2 separate regions of the Mus musculus genome follow, and region 2 is linked to region 1. Evidence: chromatin contacts called from public promoter capture Hi-C data. All regions are on one chromosome and are shown on one strand. Each heading gives the region's core, a stretch centred on a gene start, on an enhancer-like site or on the middle of the called end of the contact. The rest is flanking DNA. Distances are from core to core; before and after follow the strand shown. Region 1 holds the start of Mknk1 (MAP kinase-interacting serine/threonine kinase 1). Region 2 holds the start of Pomgnt1 (protein O-linked mannose beta 1,2-N-acetylglucosaminyltransferase).

What was found. Capture Hi-C pulls out chosen DNA fragments and counts their contacts.
Region 2: a promoter capture Hi-C map of liver shows a contact between it and region 1. The contact joins the promoter of Pomgnt1 here to the promoter of Mknk1 in region 1. A contact is called at or near these places in 4 of 39 promoter capture datasets (embryonic stem cells, liver and stem cell-derived epiblast-like cells), 3 of 484 Hi-C or Micro-C datasets (CD4 T cells, embryonic stem cells and uterus), 2 of 115 datasets of contacts at active chromatin or transcription factors (bone marrow-derived macrophages and memory CD8 T cells) and 1 of 9 other capture datasets (liver).

Annotation. Positions count from the first base shown.
Region 1 is chr4:115,835,848-115,841,163 of GRCm38.p6, forward strand. It overlaps Mknk1 (MAP kinase-interacting serine/threonine kinase 1), which reads left to right and starts at 3,351. Exons shown (of 13, transcript NM_021461.5): 1 at 3,351-3,434. Mob3c (MOB kinase activator 3C) reads left to right here. Exons shown (of 4, transcript NM_175308.5): 4 at 1-338.
Region 2 is chr4:116,146,748-116,152,280 of GRCm38.p6, forward strand. Pomgnt1 (protein O-linked mannose beta 1,2-N-acetylglucosaminyltransferase) reads left to right here and starts at 3,771. Exons shown (of 22, transcript NM_026651.2): 1 at 3,771-3,870; 2 at 4,318-4,496; 3 at 5,073-5,187; 4 at 5,330-5,448. The coding sequence starts at 4,377.

The DNA.
Region 1 (5,316 bases), core at 2,101-4,600:
AGATGGCTGCTGAGGCAAACCTCCAAAACCAGGCCCCTTCTTATGGCTGAGGAACTGCCTGCCTTCCAAAGAAACAGTGGGGCTCTCCGGGGCAGCAGGACCTGGGATGTCTGCTGGCTCCAGAAAAGTCCCCAAGGGAAACAGGCTGGCCTGCAGCTTTGGCAATGTCTCAGAACTGAGGACAGTGGGAGATTCCCCCCACGGTGGGCTGCAGAATATATTCTGAAATCTAGGCTGTGAAAAGGGACCACAGGGGAGGGGGGAGGAGGGAAATCTATTTTTGTGAAAAGAAAGATTTTGCTATTTTTTTGTAAAATAAAAGATACAAACTAAAGCAACCACTGGTGGGAAGTGGTGTTCTGGGTGCCACACGTGTCTTGGTGGATTGTAGGAGAGACCGTTAGAGTGGGATTAAGACATTCTGTCCTAAGCTCCTGGACCATATGGGCACAGTCATGACTGACTAGCTACCCAGTGTGGGGACACCCAAGTTCTCCCAGGGCTCTGAGTCGTAGAGTAAGATAAGTCGAGAGCCTTGAGGATGTCGTAGGAGGGCAGTGCAGGGTGTGCCTCCAAGGTACTCATTCAAAGGAGGGAATTGTTCCTTGTTTTGACACTGGCAATGCTGGTTCATGTCAGGGTGGTTTGGAAGAACCGATGGCTAAAAGTGCAGTAGGAAATACAGCCCCAACCCCAACCACAGAACAAGGAGCCCCTCTCAGGACTCAAAGTAGGGGAGGTAGGGCAGGTTTCAATCCAGAGCATATTCCCCAGGAGACAGCTAGAACTCACTGCCCCTAAACCACAACCACTCAGACAGGAGTCAAAAGCAGCTTGGTTCTGAAGATTCAACAGAGGTCCTCTTATACCTTCAAAAGAGCCGGCAGGGACTCTACCTGAGAAGCTGAGGCCTGAGCTTCTAGCCTTCCCTCTATAAACCACTTTCTATTTTATGATCAGAAGTGGTAGACTACCAAGATGGCACAGTGGATAAAGGCACTTACTGCCCAACAATGTAAGCGTGATGACCTAGGTTCAATTCTCAAGACCCACATAAAGGCAAAAGAAGAGACGCCACTTGGAATGGGGTCCCACTCATGTCACATACACAGTAGTAATGATTTTTTTTGAGACAGGGTCTCGTTATGTAGTGCTGGCTACCTTGGAACTCACCCTGTAGACTAGGATGGCCTCAAATTCACAGGGATCCACCTTTCTCTGTCTCCTGAGTGCTGTGGTTAAAGGTGTGCACCTCCACACCTGGCAGAAGTATCATTTTAAAATAGAAGTAGGGGTGAGGGTCTGACCTCTAAGCTCCTTCATCCTCACCCTGTGAATGGACATGATAATAATCCAGCTAATACTCAACATGTCTCAAGTGATTGACACAAGTCTTTAGCCAGCTGCCTGGCTCTCCTTCCACCCACCCCACCCCCAGTATCTGCTCTAGAATCTGGAAGGTTTTCCATTTTGCTGTTCCTTCTAATGCCCAGAGCCCAGTGTTCTAAAAGAGTGTTTTCAAACCCATTACAAATCATTATCTCTTCAGTCACTGGACAGTCCAGCTGTTAGAAAGTCCATGTACGTTGTGGAAGAGTTAAATTTATCTCAAATTTGAGATGTCTGGAAATATGTTAGGAAGGACATATGCACAGACAGACACACACACACTTGCTTGGAGAGTCTGAGAAGGATGCTTAGAGGACAAAGAGGGAGAGCTTTGACCTTAGTAATGAGAAATAAGAAGACTCTCACCTAAACAGGCAAAACCTAACAAAAGCAACTTACCTGGGAAGCCAGGGCTTAGTTGTCTTGTTGGCTCAGGATCTGCATCCATTGAGGGGACAGGGAACAGGGAATAAGCTGTCACCTCCACCCTGGGGCAGAACATCCCACACTGACTAATGATGCTGGATGAACTCAGCGTTCATGAGCCCTGTGGCCCTTTTATATGTTCGTGGCTACCACAGTATGGAACTATGGAATGCGGTCAAATAGGCCAGAGGAAGGTCTGAGTTCTACATGGTTTGCCCTCCTTCCTGGGAGCACCCTAGAGCCTTTATCCAATGTTAATTAACCATCATGGTTGCCATGGGGAGGTGGGTAGTAATTTTGAGAATCTGGATCCCAATCTATGCTTGAGTGACCCTGGACTGGTTGGCTATCAAGGGTTGGGGAATAGACTAGAAAGGGCAGTGAAGACACGAAGTTTGGTGGGCCTGGAAGGTTATAAGTTGAAAGAGATTGCAATATCCAGCCTTTGAAGGGGACTCAAATTTGGAAAGGAAGTAAATACAAATGCTTGGGAAAAAGACGTCCCTTTCCAGTCTTCATCTAGATTTGAAATCTAGCAAAGTCTTGAATACTTCCACTTCCTTCCCTCATATAGTTGAACACATAGGCCAGAAGAGGGAATAAATGTGTTTTAGAGGAGTGATGGGAAACGGAGATGCTCTTTAAGCCCCTTACTCTCCAGACCCTAACAACAATACTGAATGGGATAGGGAAGTTTACTTCACCACACAAAAGAAAACTGCGTCAGAACCTGAACTGAAACCAAGCACCCCGTCTTCCCGTCTCAGGCATCTGCAGCCTGTGGAAGTGAGGCAAGGAGGCTGGTTGGGGTACTACTCTAATTAGTACACAGAGGGGAGAGGGGGAGAGGGGGGAGGGGGGAGGGGGAGAGAAGAGAGAGAGAGAGAGAGAGAGAGAGAGAGAGAGAGAGAGAGAGAGAGAGAGCAGAGAGGAGAGAGAGCAGAGAGGAGAGAGAAAAAGAAATAGATCTTTAAGAACATTTGTTTTAGCTGTTGTTTTAGCTGCTGTAGTGGCACACACCTTTAATACTAGCACTCAGAAGGCAGAGGCAGGTAGATCTCTTTAAGTTTGAGGCCAGCCAGGGTTACATAGTGAGACTATTTAGAAAAACAACAATTTAAAAAATTTAATTACCGGAAGTAATGAACTTCTGTATACGCAGACCTTTATAGAAATTTTACAGTCATGCCCGGTGGTGTGCGTCTGTAATCAGAGAACTCTGGAGACTGAGTCAGAAGAAAAACGAGTTTGAAGTCAAGTCTGGAGTATACAAAAGGCCTTGTCTCAAAAATAAACTTTACTTAACAGAGCTGCCCTCAGGTTTACAAGAACTCCGTTCTGGCTCGCAGAAGTAACTATTTGCACCTGCAGCGTCTTCCACTTTCCGCTTGTAAAAGAAACCCGCAACAACCAGAGGACGCTCTGATATGCCACGCCTGCGCAGTGAACTGGCCTTGCTTCTCGCCACGTGTGGCCCTCGGGGCGCAGGCGTGACTCCTCCCCCTCACGCCTCCTTCTGCTCGGGCCCTCCCCCTGAGTTTAGCTCCGCCTCTTCCGCGTTCTCGACGGAGACCTGCAGGTGGGGGTGCTCGCGGCCGTTCCCGCGGTGGTCAACTAAGGTAAAAGTGAGCCAGCGAGGAGTCCCTCGGCGGGGAAACGGGGCCGGGGTCTGGGGTGCGGCGCTGCAGTCGCCCGGGAGGGGCAGACAGGGCCTTCTGAGCAGCTCGAGGTTAAGACCCGGTTCTTCTGCGGAGGAGCAGCCGAAGGGGACATCCTTTTAGAACTGTCCTCAAAGCTGCTTCCCTGCCCAGACCGCAGCGCATAAGATCCTCTTTCGGACTCTCAGCCCGTGCTTATGGACAGGCTTGGGTTGTGACAGGTCCGGAGCCGGTGGGTACGGGCTGTCGAGGAGGAGCTCAGCCTATAAGGAGTTTGAGCCTCAGACCAAACAAGGATACACTCAAGACTGACAGGGCTCAAGACAGTTCACTGGCATGAGCACATTATAAAATATGTGTACTTCGTTGTGTTAAATTGGCGGTTTCCACTTATTTTGCAATATAGTATACAAATGATTCTGCCACACTTTTTTCAACAGAGAGGTGGGAGTGTGGGTAGGATGCAGTCTCTTTCCTATAGCTGTAGGACTGTGGACCATCAGAAGCTAGGTAAGAGGGTGGGAGTGCTTGACTTTGGGGGTGAGCTATGCTTTCCCCTCTCCTAGGAAGCATCCTAGAACAACTCATTTTTCTCTCTTAGAGCTTTTTAAAACGAATATAATAATGTCACTGTGAGGGTTAAGTATGCTTATATGTAAATTGCCCACATGCAATGGTACTGATACATACGATTGTGATTTCCAGGAAAGAGTGTTTTGATCTGGCATATTTCAGGGAGGCCCTGGGGGGAGAAGCTGATGTAACCTGAGCCTTGGAGCCTCTGGGATTTACACGTGGAATTGACCTTGCAGTATGAGGAGGGAGCTCAAACTTGTTGACCACAGGCCTTGTGCCAAGAACCAGCTGAGTGGTTGATGTATAATGTTTCCCTGGATCCCCAGCCATCAGAGAGCTGCTGCCCACTGTCCCTAGCTTCGGGCCTTCTAAAGGGCCTGGGCTGGAAGTACTGTGAAGAATAGACACGGAGTCAGGATTGTGTATAGAAGTGAACTAGCAAAATAAATAAATAAATAAAATAAAAAACAAAAAACAAACAAACAAACAAACAAAAAAAACAAGCTGGGCGTGGTGGCACATGCCTTTAATCCCAGCATTCAGGAGGCAGAGGCAGGCAGATTTCTGAGTTCGAGGCCAGTCTGGTCTACAGAGTGAGTTCCAGGACAGCCAGGGCTACACAGAGAAACCCTGTCTCGAAAACCAAAAAAAAAGTGAACTAGCCAGGAAGTTTGGAGCCCCTTCGGAGCATCTGTTCCCACCTCAGTGTTCCTCTTTCTATAATCCAGGGTCTTTGGCTTGCATAGGAGTGTCATTTCTCTAGTGCAGATTTGGCAGTCAGAGGGCCTGGCACCAGCCAACCCAACCATGGAGAGAGAAGTTCTGAGAAGAAGCTGGCAAATTGCAGCACATGTTTAGCTAGGTCTCCTGTTGTGTGGTCTGTAGTTATTCAATAATATGGCACCTTCTGCAGCTTCTTCACGGGTGCTCACACCACATCTTTGGTGACGCGTCTCATCCTCCTGCTGGTTAGATGCTCCCAATCCAGTCTCCTGTAGCAGAGACTGAGCTTCCTATAGACGTCTTAGCAAAGTCTGTCTTGGGGTACATCACTCATATGTACCCCGACTACAGTTGGTGGCAAGGAGCCAAGTCTATGTCACACCTGCTCTTCATGGTACAGGACTGGCACATAGTAGGTCTCTGTAATGCTTGTGGTCAAATGAGTCAGTGCCTTTTTTTTTTTTTATCCCTCTTTGGTCTTTGTTTTACAAGCCATCAAGATTAGAAGGAGACCTCATGTTTTCCTTCATGGCTAAGGAGGGCC
Region 2 (5,533 bases), core at 2,521-5,020, 310 kb after region 1:
CTTAAGAGGCCCATCTGCCTCCCTAGTGCTGGGATTACCTGTTTGTGCCACAGACTCAGGCTTAAATACATGCACTTTGTTTTCCTCCGAGACACAGTTTCATATAGCCCAGGTTGGCCTCAGTTGTGTAGCTGAGTATGGCCTAGAGCTTTTTTTTTTTTTAAAGATTTATTTATTATTATATATAAGTACACTGTAGCTGTCTTCAGACACACCAGAAGAGGGAGTCAGATCTTGTTACGGACGGTTGTGAGCCACCATGTGGTTGCTGGGATTTGAACTCTGGACCTTCAGAAGAGCAGTCGGGTGCTCTTACCCACTGAGCCATCTCACCAGCCCCCCCCCTTTTTTTTTAAAGATTTATTTATTATTATATCTAAGTACACTGTAGCTGTCTTCAGACACATCAGAAGAGAGCATCAGATCTCATTACAGGTGGTTGTGAGCCACCAGATGGTTGCTAGGATTTGAACTCAAGACCTTCAGAAGGGCAGTAAGTGCTCTTAACTTCTGAGCCATCTCACCAGCCCAGCCTAGCACTTCTGATCCTGCCTATTCCAAGTGTTGAGGTCACAAGTGTGCTCCATCATACCTTAGCTCTCCTTTTCATTACTTGACCCATGGTGTGTGGTGGTTTAAATGAGAATGGTCTCCATAGGCTCACATATTTGAATGCTTGGGTCTCAGTCAATGGAACTGTTTGGGAAGGACTAAGAGGTGTGGCCTTGTTGGAGGAAATGTGTCATTGGGGGTTGGCCTTGAGATTTCAAAATGCCCAAGCCATTCCGGGTTAGTTCTCTCTGCTTTGTGCTTGTGGATGGAGATGAGATTTGAGTTCTCAGCTAACAGTCCAGCACAATGCCTGCCTGCCCACCTAATGCCATCCCCAACCCCTGTGGTGGTCATGCATTCTAACCCTCTGAAACCCATGAACCTCAATTTTAAATACTTTTCCTTATAAGTTGCCTTGGTCCTGGTGTTTTGTCAGAGCAACTGAAAAGTAACTGTGGTTTTTATCCCATTAATTAATTTATTTATTCACTTTACATTCCAATCAAAGCCCCCCTGAGAAAGTTAGTAACTAAGTTTTTAGCCAGGGATTAGCAAAATATTTGCCTTTGTGAAAAATTGCCCTGGATTTTTGTTTTTTTGTTTTTTTCTTTTTTTGAGAGAGGGTTTCTCTGTGTAGATCTGGTTGTCCTGGAACTCACTCTGTAGACCATGCTAACTTCCAAGTAAGAGATCTGCCTGCCTCTGCCTCCCAAGTGCTAAGATTAAAGGTGTGTACTACCACCATCTAGCCTTACTCTGGACTTTCCTTTCTTTCTCTCTCTCTCTCTCTCTCTCTCTCTCTCTCTCTCTCTCTCTCTCTTTCTTTCTTCCTTCCTTTCTTTTGTTTTTTTGTTTGTTTGTTTTTGTTTTTGTTTCAAGACAGGGTTTCTCTTTATAACCCTGGCTATCCTGGAACTCACTCTGTTGACCAGGCTGGCCTCAAACTCAGAAATCCACCTGCCTCTGCCTCCCAAGTGCTGGGATACTCTGGACTTTTCAAGGAGCAAGGAAGAATGGAGAAGCAGAGGAAAAACTCTGAATCAAGGAGATTAACTCAAAACCAAAACCAAAAGTGCAACAGCAACAGCACAAAAGTGCAACAGCACGAAAGTGCAACAGCACGAAAGTGCAACAGCACGAAAGTGCAACAGCAACAGCACAAAAGTGCAACAGCAACAGCACAAAAGTGCCTGCAACAGCACAAAAGTGCAACAGCACAAAAGTGCCTGCAACAGCACAAAAGTGCAATAGCAACAGCACAAAAGTGCCTGCAACAGCACAAAAGTGCAACAGCAACAGCACAAAAGTGCCTGCAACAGCACAAAAGTGCAACAGCACAAAAGTGCAACAGCACAAAAGTGCAACAGCACAAAAGTGCAACAGCACAAAAGTGCAACAGCACAAAAGTGCAACAGCACAAAAGTGCCTGCAACAGCAGGTTGGAGAGAATTAGAGGCACAAGTGAAAGAATCAGGCAACAGATGAGTTCATCTGTTTCAAATGGTATTCAATATTGTTCAAAGAAACAAAGGATTTCAACTATCATGACAGTTGATTTCAACTGACATCACTGGAAAAAGACAAAGGGAGGCCCAGCTATATGGCCTGATACAATTTCCCAAGCAAAGGAATCCAGAAGAGATCTGAGAGCAGGTAGAGATGATGTCAGTAGCTGTGAAATTGTGGGTCTTGTGAAGAGATGCAGCAGGCAGGGGAGCCTGGCGCTCAGACACAGGGGAGCCTGGCGCTCAGACACAGGGGAGCCTGACGCTCAGGAGGGAATCTAGGACTGCACATGCAAGTTTGAGAATCTGGACATTAATAAGGATCATGAGAAGACAAGATCATGGACAGTAAACCTGACGACAGAAGAGGGTCAGAGGCTAATGTGAGAACTTCTGCTGACTTGATTTTTTTAAAAAGACTTATTTTATATATGTGAGTACAATGTCATTGTCACTATCTTCAGACACACCAGAAGAGGGCATCAGATCCCATTACAGATGGTTGTGAGCCACCATGTGGTTGCTGGGAATTGAACCCAGGATCTCTGGTAGAGCAGTCAGTGCTCTTAACCACTGAGCCATCTCTCCAGCCCCTGCTTTTTTTGATGTTTAAATAAGAAAAACTTCAGTATAAAGAACATGTAAAAAACCAAAACATTTTTTGTTTCTCAGAGCAGGTTGCACTTCAAAATCCTGACTTGTTCTAGAACTCATGTTGTAGACCAAGTTGACCTTGAATCTATGGCAATCCTCCTTCCTCAGTTCCTAAGTGCTGGGAACCCAGGAGTGAGCTACTGTGGGTCTTAGCATCTTGTTATGAAAGTGGACTTGCCTCACACAGCCTTCCCTCACCTATATAGGAATGCAACACCACTTCCAACCTGGCAAGCACTGCTATCATATCGAAAGATGCCAACACTTTTGGAGTCCTCAAAAAAAAAAAAGTGTAAATAAATAAAGTGTTGCTGGGCATGTTGTACACTCCTTTAATCCTAGCATTTAGGAGGCAGAGACAGGTGAATTTCTGTGAGTTCAAGTTCAGCCGGGTCTACATAAGGAGTTCCAGGATAGCTAGGGCTATAAGGAGATAGGTAAGCTCCTGCTTCCTCAGAAAAGAACTAATCAGGAGCTGGAGATGGCTCAGTGGTTAAGCACACCTGGTGCTCTTCTAGAGGAGCGGTTGGGATCACAACTTTAATTTGGGCTCCAGGGGTATCAGACTGAGGTCTAGTCTCTTCAAGGAGCGCCCGCACTACCTGCACATGCACACAATCAAAGAGCATTTTTGGTTTTCTTTAAAGATGGGGTAGTCACGGTGCCTCTTAATCATGGTTTATGAAATCGAGTTAACGTAAGCGCTCAAAATAGTAGCGGAGCAGGTTTCTAATCCTCTCCTCCCCGGCCTGGAAACAGCCTTGCGGGGCTGGGCCAGGCCTCGGAGCTGCAGCCCTCTGATCCTGGCTTGCCCAGTGAGCTGGCCCGAGGTCCCGGAATGCCGCTTGCTCCGGCTCCGCGGTGCGGGGATGTGCTCTCGCCCGAGGTCCACTCGTGCGGACCGTAACCCTGCCAGACAGGCAGAGTACGCCGGCTCCCCTCGCGCTGCAGACGCCCGGCCGCGGCCGCCGCCCTAAGCGCCGCCCGCCGCCCTCTCACCCCGCGGCGGCGGCGGCGGCGGAAGCGGCGGGGCGGGCCGGCCGGGCCGGGGCGGGGCGCGAGAGGCATGGAGGAGGCGGAGGCCGCGGAGGCCGCGGCGCGCGGGGCCGAGCTGTGCGGGCCCGAGCGCGGCCCGAGCGGGGCCCGGGGCCCCTGAGCCGTAAGTGCCTCCCAGTGCGGGTCTCAGAGGGGTGATGCGGGCTGGGTGGGTCTTCTGAACCTTCCGGCGTCCCTGATCCCTGAGAGGAGAGGAGTTGAGCCAGATGGGAAGAGACGAGGGTGGAGGATTGGGGTGCAGGAGGTCGCTGTTACTGTTCTACCCCAGGGCTGGGAAGGACTGGGATTTGGACCTTTTAAGGACTGATGAATCGTTAAGAGTTGATTGAGTTACTGGCCTCCGCCGCTAAGGCCCTGATCCTGCACACAGTTCCTCTAGCCCCAGGGAATTTTCAGGTGATCCAACTCCTCCAAAGATTTTCTGGCCAGACCCAGAGAAGTTAAGCCACGTTGCCTAGGGCACACAGCTCAGCAGTTTGCTGAGAGAAGTCATTCCAGAAGGCATTAAGCTTTGGGACAAGCATCTTACTCTATGTGACTCTATATATAGTCCCCTCAGATTCCTGAAGTCATGGACTGGCCGGGACAGGGGTGACTCCCTAATCCAGTATGGATGACTGGAAGCCCAGTCCCCTCATCAAGCCCTTTGGGGCTAGGAAGAAACGGAGCTGGTACCTTACCTGGAAGTATAAACTGACAAACCAGCGGGCCCTGAGGAGATTCTGTCAGGTAAATGAGGTCCCACGTGTCCCAAAAGCTGCTCCCTAACTTTACTCTAACAGACTAGGAACTAACTACCTTGGCTATCAAGAAGAGGCAGCAAATTCCTGGAGGGGAAACCTCTGTCTGTTACAGCCTTCTCAGGCAGTGGTTTAGAGCCAGGATTCTGGAATCAGAACCCTAGTCTGACCTCGGCATCCAACAGAAACCAGAAGTCTGGTCAGGCAGGCTTTGCCCCTGACACCCAACTGTCAGGCAGTGTGGCCCACGTTCTTCTGTGTCTCTGGCTCTCCGCTGTGGTTCTCGGGTCCTAAATCCATCTCAAGGAACTAGTTATGGAGGGGACCAAGGAAGTCAAGGACTCAAATGGGAAAATACAAGACCACGGGGTAGGAAGGACCTGGTTGGTGGAGGGAAACCTGCCAGGGAACATTCTCTGGGAGATGGCCACAAATCCGTGTCCTTATTGGGAACCAGAAAGTGGAGAGACTGGTCCCTGTGTCCTCTTCAGCCAAGGTCATACTTTCAGAAGGCCCTTGTGATCTGGAGAGGGCTGGCTGCAGTCACCCCCATTTTCCTACTCAGACAGGGGCTGTGCTTTTCCTGCTGGTGACCGTCATTGTCAACATCAAGTTGATCCTGGACACTCGGAGAGCAATCAGCGAGGCCAATGAAGACCCAGAACCAGAGCAAGACTATGGTGGGGACCAGCTGAGGGTGCGGGAGGGGGGCGGGGGACGGGACGGGACCTGGGGTCTCATGGCAGGAATGGCGTGCACATCCCACAGGGTGTGACTCTGCTAGTGAGTCATCGCCCACGCCTGTTACAATTCCCTCTCCAGATGAGGCCCTAGGACGTCTGGAGTCCCCTCGGCGCAGAGGCAGCAGTCCCCGACGGGTGCTGGATGTGGAAGTATACTCCAGTAGAAGCAAAGTGTATGTGGCTGTGGATGGCACCACGGTGAGTTGGACCAGCATCTTCAGTCCATTCAGAGCACGGTGGGAACCGTCACCCTCTGCCTATTGGCTTGGACTTATTAGGATTA